2 separate regions of the Mus musculus genome follow, and region 2 is linked to region 1. A link is a contact called in public Hi-C data. All regions are on one chromosome and are shown on one strand. Each heading gives the region's core, a stretch centred on a gene start, on an enhancer-like site or on the middle of the called end of the contact. The rest is flanking DNA. Distances are from core to core; before and after follow the strand shown.

What was found. A called contact is a pair of places that touch in the nucleus more often than the background predicts.
Region 2: a Hi-C map of cortical neurons shows a contact between it and region 1, with 7 times the contacts expected there. The contact joins two enhancer-like sites. A contact is called at or near these places in 1 of 484 Hi-C or Micro-C datasets (cortical neurons) and 2 of 115 datasets of contacts at active chromatin or transcription factors (embryonic stem cells and regulatory T cell precursor).

The regions. Positions count from the first base shown.
Region 1 is chr11:31,758,655-31,761,383 of GRCm38.p6, forward strand. No RefSeq gene overlaps it. Among named protein-coding and RNA genes, the nearest start is that of Gm39674, 8.7 kb to the left of the region's middle. Within about 2 kb of position 1,432, at least 74 of the 459 cell types and tissues checked have an H3K27ac peak or open chromatin away from gene starts, as enhancers often do. A contact at or near this core is called in cortical neurons, where this site is marked.
Region 2 is chr11:32,117,757-32,120,636 of GRCm38.p6, forward strand. No RefSeq gene overlaps it. Among named protein-coding and RNA genes, the nearest start is that of Gm51888, 8.1 kb to the right of the region's middle. Within about 2 kb of position 1,590, at least 95 of the 459 cell types and tissues checked have an H3K27ac peak or open chromatin away from gene starts, as enhancers often do. A contact at or near this core is called in cortical neurons, where this site is marked.

The sequences.
Region 1 (2,729 bases), core at 182-2,681:
AAATACACATGGCTTCCATGCTGTCACAGCCTCTGACAGTCTCTAAGCTTCACTGTCCTCAGTTGGAGACACTCTGTAGCCAAATCTCAGCCGTGGCATCCCCTTATTCTGCACGTCCCAGGCTATGTTTCTTACTCTTTCTGAACACTTTTTCTATAAGTACAAAAGAACCATTAAGGTTAGCTACTCTCTGGGATATGGTAAAGACAGAGATGGAGTAAGGTGCTGACACACAGGAGGAACTAAGTATACAAACATCACCACATAAAACGTGACCCCAGCCCCTCTGAGGACTGGCTCACCTGGGCATGAACAAGCTTATATGGAATTCTATGCCACCTCAAGCCCCCCTCCCACACCGCTTGATGTATATCATCCTCAGCTAAGATTCTGGAGTTTGAGACTCCCTCCCATCCCTCTCTTTTCTGCCTACATCACCACCTTTCCTTGACCTCTAGTTATGGCCATGAAATTAGCAGCCATGCTGTGCAGTGAAGAAGAGGGGGTTCCTCGACTCAGGGCTTCCTTCAGACAGCTTTGTCCAGTTCTTACTGGGGAAACAATGAGAGAAAGATCTCTGTGTGCTCTGCAGAGCAGCCGACTGGCAGCTGCAGTCTTCTCTTCTAGCAGGGACTTTTCAGGCTTCCTTTTTTTCTCCTTTGAAAACATGGGAGCAGGCCCAGCCAGGGAAGCAGAGCTGAGCCTTGTTCTCTAAAGCAGTGCACGGAGTATGCTAAGCTCCCAAGCCACATCTCCAGCTCGAGAGACTTTAGGGAGCTGGAACTGTGTTGTATCCCCAGTGCGGTTCTGGTCACACAAATCTACGTTTAAATTTTGGATTCCCTGGAGTCTGATGGAGTCACTCGGGTTTGATGACATCAGGACATTTTAAAGCTCCCTAAATAATCCATCGTGCTGTCAAATGAGTCAAACATTGACATCAATAGAATTTAAGTCTGTGCATCTGGCCCTGTGAACACGCAGGGGTGGTAGGTAATAAAGCTGGGGAAGCGACAATGGCCCCAGGCTGAGCCCAAGTCCTCCAGTGTGCGGAGGTGGAATGAGGAAGAAGGGATTCAGTTGTAGGTGTAGAGGCTGAAAGAGCCTTGCCTCAACTAACACCAGCTCCAGCTGTTGATAAAAAGGTTTTCTCTGGGTCCAGAGCAGATGGAGGATCCAGATGGGTTCCTGAATCATCTCCTGCACGGAGGAAGCAGCGTAGCCCTGCTGGCCCCTTGACCTTTTCTCAGGGGAATCAATTGTGGATTTCCAACCTTCCAACCTGGAAGATAATGAATCTGTGTTGCTAAGACACCGGGCTTGTACTAATTTGTGACAATAGCAGGAGGAAATGAGAACACTCATGCTCTGCCCGAGCAGGCTCCTAGTCACAACTTCCTGTGTGCCTCCCTCCTCCCCTTCAGCCTGTGTGGAAGGCCTCATCCTGTTTGAGCACTAGGTGGCCTTGGGTCCTCCACTTGGTGTCTTTGACACAGTCCTCTCATTTGCTAAAAAACCTATAATACAATAGACGTCACCTGCAGCTCTAAGGGTAAACGGGATGACGTCTGGAAGGTCTCTTAGCAACCATGCCTGGCATGAAATTGGTGCTTGATGCTATTTTTAGGCATGGAACAGAATTCTAAAATTTTTGTTCCTGCTCTGGATGGGGTCCCAGCCTTCCCTGAGGGGACAGTCCCTTTCTGAAGTGCATAGGCTGAAGAGAGCTGACTTTCTCTTTCCCACCAGCCCCAGGGCCTCACAGTCTTGCCTGCCACCCTGACAGCAGAGAGAAACTCAACTAGCGGCTCAAATCCTTTTGTTGCCATTTCTTAGCTGAATGACCTCAAAGGAGTGAGCCCACCTCTCTGAGCCTTCTTGCCTCCTTTGTAGAGAACTCATTGTGCGGCCTGGCCCAGGATGTTGGTGTAAGGGTGAAGTATGCTCAGTGTGACTGGGTATATGGCAGGTGTTCAGTAACCAGATAAACTGTCAGTCTCCCTAAAGGAGGAGGGGCTTCCTCTGCCCAGGTTTGGGTGCTTCCAAGTCCCACACGGTTTGCAACCCCATGATAATAATGATTTCTCAGGCTTACAGATTCACTAGGGCTTCAAATGGGATTATAACAAAGAGGTGTCTTGAAGCCTGAACTCTATGGCCTGGAGTTTAAACTCATCAAATAGATTCCAGAAGAGCCTTTCCCAAGTAGATTGGGTAGGCCCCAAGAGCCCAAGACTTTCTGGAACTTTCAGAAGCATCTCCCACTGAGGCTTCCCGCAGAATCCAATTTTTCACGGTAAGCAAACAAGACTCTCAATGGAGCAAAAGAAGAGCATTTTACTCTCGATGCCAGCTGCTCAGACCCATGCAAGTGAGTTCCCGCTTCCTGCCTGGACCTCCAGCTTGTTAGATTTAAACAAATGAAAATATTAAATGCTCAATTTCAGATAAATAACAAGTAATTTTTAAGGAGTAAGTAAGTCTCAAGTACTGCATAGGACATTTAGCTGCTCCACCTTAACCATGCCTGCCAGAAACTTGTAAAGTCAAATTCAAGGCCCCGCTCGCAGGGGAAGTGAAGTTGCTGAACTCTTTCTCAGGCAAGAATGTGACAACCCAAACTCAGAATGTCTCTATCAGATGTGCCCCAGTTCTGAAAAGCAGCTAGGGACCCTTCATCTTCAGCATAAGAATAACCAGTGTGTGCACGGGTGGGGGTGGGAGGCCAG
Region 2 (2,880 bases), core at 340-2,839, 360 kb after region 1:
TTCCTTTCTCTCTCTCCCTCTCTCCCTCCCTCTCTCCCTCTCTATCTCCCTCTCTCCCTCCTTTCTTCCTCCTCCTCCTCCTCCTCCTTCTTCTTCTTCCTCTCTCTCTCTCTCTCTCTCTCTCTCTCTCTCTCTCTCTCTCTCTCTCTCTCTCTCTCCCTCCCTCCCTCCTTCCTTTCCTCCTTCCCTCCATGTCCCCCTCCCCCCCTCCTTTGTGTGGACAGTCTCCCCATCCTTCTAGACCCATCCCCCTAGTTTTCTGCATCTAACAACCCAGCTCTCACCGTTCAAGCACATACTTGGGAGGAAAGACTTCTCAAGGCTCAGACTCGTGAAAACACTGTGGGAGAGTGGGTGTGTTTGGCATCCTCCCAAGGCTGTGAGAGATCAGGTTGGGATGAGTTTGGGGATCAGGAGATGCTGAAAGCTGATGTAAGTCAGACAGACAAATCTCATGGCCTGGGGGACCCTTCAGTGTCCAACTGAAAGGCTACATTCACCAGGATGTATAATGAGAGTAACAACCACTGTCAGTTCTCCAGGACTTAATGTGAGGCAGGACCAAGCTAGGTTTGTACAACCTGACCAGGTTGTAAGTTGTATTTAGATCTGCTGGCCTCCCCTCCACACCAGAGGCAAGAAACCTGCACTTTGGAGAGGTTCTGTGACTTGCTCAGTTTCCCTGCCAGGTAGTCAAAGCCAGATCCAGAATAATCTAAATGGACCTCCTGACTTAGAATCCTGGCTCTCCCCTTCCCAGGGGAGTAGCTACACACCTCCTCCATCCTTGCCTCAGTCAGCTTCACTGCTATGACAGAATGACATAGACATGTCTGTTGCCCCAATTTATTTCTCAAAGTTCTTGAACCTGGGGTGCCTACAAGGAGCTGACAAGAGTCTAGAGGTGCACTGTAACATGTAACACATGAAAGCAATAAATGAAGCCAGGCAAGAATTTGGAGGTAGTGGCAGAAAGATCAAGTGTTCATCTCTGGCTACACAGCAAGGTAGTGACCAACTTGGGTCACACTGGGAAATTTGTTTCAAAACATCCCCAAAAAGCAACCAGCAACTGTAGCCTCCGTTCCTGAGCCATTACGGAGTTCCTACTCTGTCTTTGGCCTTGTCCGAGGCCTGGGGAGGAATGCAGAATGGCTTCTGCCCTTCCGGAACACTCAGGGGTCTGTGTTCTAAGAAACAGTGGCAAGGCGAGGCTTGTCACCCATGAAAAGGAGGAGGAATTGTGGCAGAAGTCACTGTGGACTTCAGCGAATTCATGAACGGTTCAAGGAAGGCTGGCATGCCCTGCCTGCTGAGTGCAAAGGAGATCATTATTCACCCTCTGCTGGCCAATTAATGCTGAACTCGGGCTGAACCTTTCCCTCTCCATTTAAATCCTGCCCTTAAGCCCAGAGGAAAGAGGAATCCTCTTCCCAACTTCAGAGGGAAAAAGAAATGGAACAGAACCCCCAAGATCAGCCTTGGTTTTCTCCTTCTAAATAAAGACTTCCGAGCAAGCCTGAGCTATTAGTGTTCATAGTGGGGACTGTGTTCTCGGCTGCTTCCCCTCTGCAGCTGCATCCTGATAGCTCTGGAATGGGGCAGCATGAGCCATCTGCTTGACAGTTTGTTTTATTTGGTAACCTTGACTGCAGACTGATTTGTCGCTCGCTCGGGCAGTTTACTGCCCCCGGGGACAGAGGTTGCTCTCAGCAAGTCAGTGGTGGGCACTAGGGTATGAGACTGAGCTAGTGAGGAGCCTTTGAGGATGGAAACACACCCATACAGCATGGCTGGCTTCTCCAAACCCATTCGTTGCCATGGCAACAGTAGCTGCCACCAATCTAGACCACTGTGCACCTATTTATTAGCATTGGGAGAGGATAGGCCTTGGGTTCAATTCCTGCTTCAGCTATTCTCTACAAGTCAGCCAGCCTTGACAATTCCCTCCTGCAGGTCCAGGTAAAATCACTTACAGCGTGGGAATTATGGTAAAGGTAAGATACAGGCTGCCTGGGAACCCTATTCTCCTGCCTCAGCCTCTGGAATGATGAGATTACTAAGACACCACCTTGCCCAGCTAATGACACTTATTTTTTGAGACAGAGTCTCACTATGTAACCTTGGCTGGTCTGGAACTATGGAGACCAGGCTGGCCTCAAACTCACAGAGCTCTGCCGCCCTCTGCATCCTGAGTGCTGGGATTAAAGGTATGTGTCACATTCCTGGCTCTAATGACACTTTTCTAAATAAGGTGAAATATCTAAACTTGGTATAAGTATCTCACACTGTAAAGGTTCCAATATATACACGGTGCTCACATGGGATATTCTCTGTAATAGCATCAGAAAACGGTGGCCATAGAAACAATGCACTATAAATCCACACAGGCTCACTAAATAAAACTTGTATTTCCATAGTGTGGGTTCTTCTACAGTCATTTAAAGGAGCACGGTTGTCCTCTCTGCTCTAATCAGTCTTCAGAGTCATATCTGGGGGTGGGGTGGGGGTGGATCTGTTTTGTTTTATTATTTTTAAACTCCAATTGTTTCTCTGTGTAGCCCTGGCTGTCCTGGAACTCACTCTGCAGACCTTGAACTCAGAGGTCTACCTGCCTCCACCTCCTAAATGCTGGGATTAAAGGCATGTGCCACCACTGCCCATCTTTAACTCCATTTGTGATATAAAACCAAAGCCCTTAAATTCAATCAGGAAATTGCCATGTAGTGGGGTGGTGTGTGAAGGGAAAACTCACCTGTTTCATCCCACCAAGGCATAGAAGCAGAGCCTTTGGGGTCTCCCAGAACCTCTGTCCTGTCCAGCATGGCCCCACCCATAAGGACTTCAAGAGTGGCAGCCCACCCAGTTAAGTCACTCAAG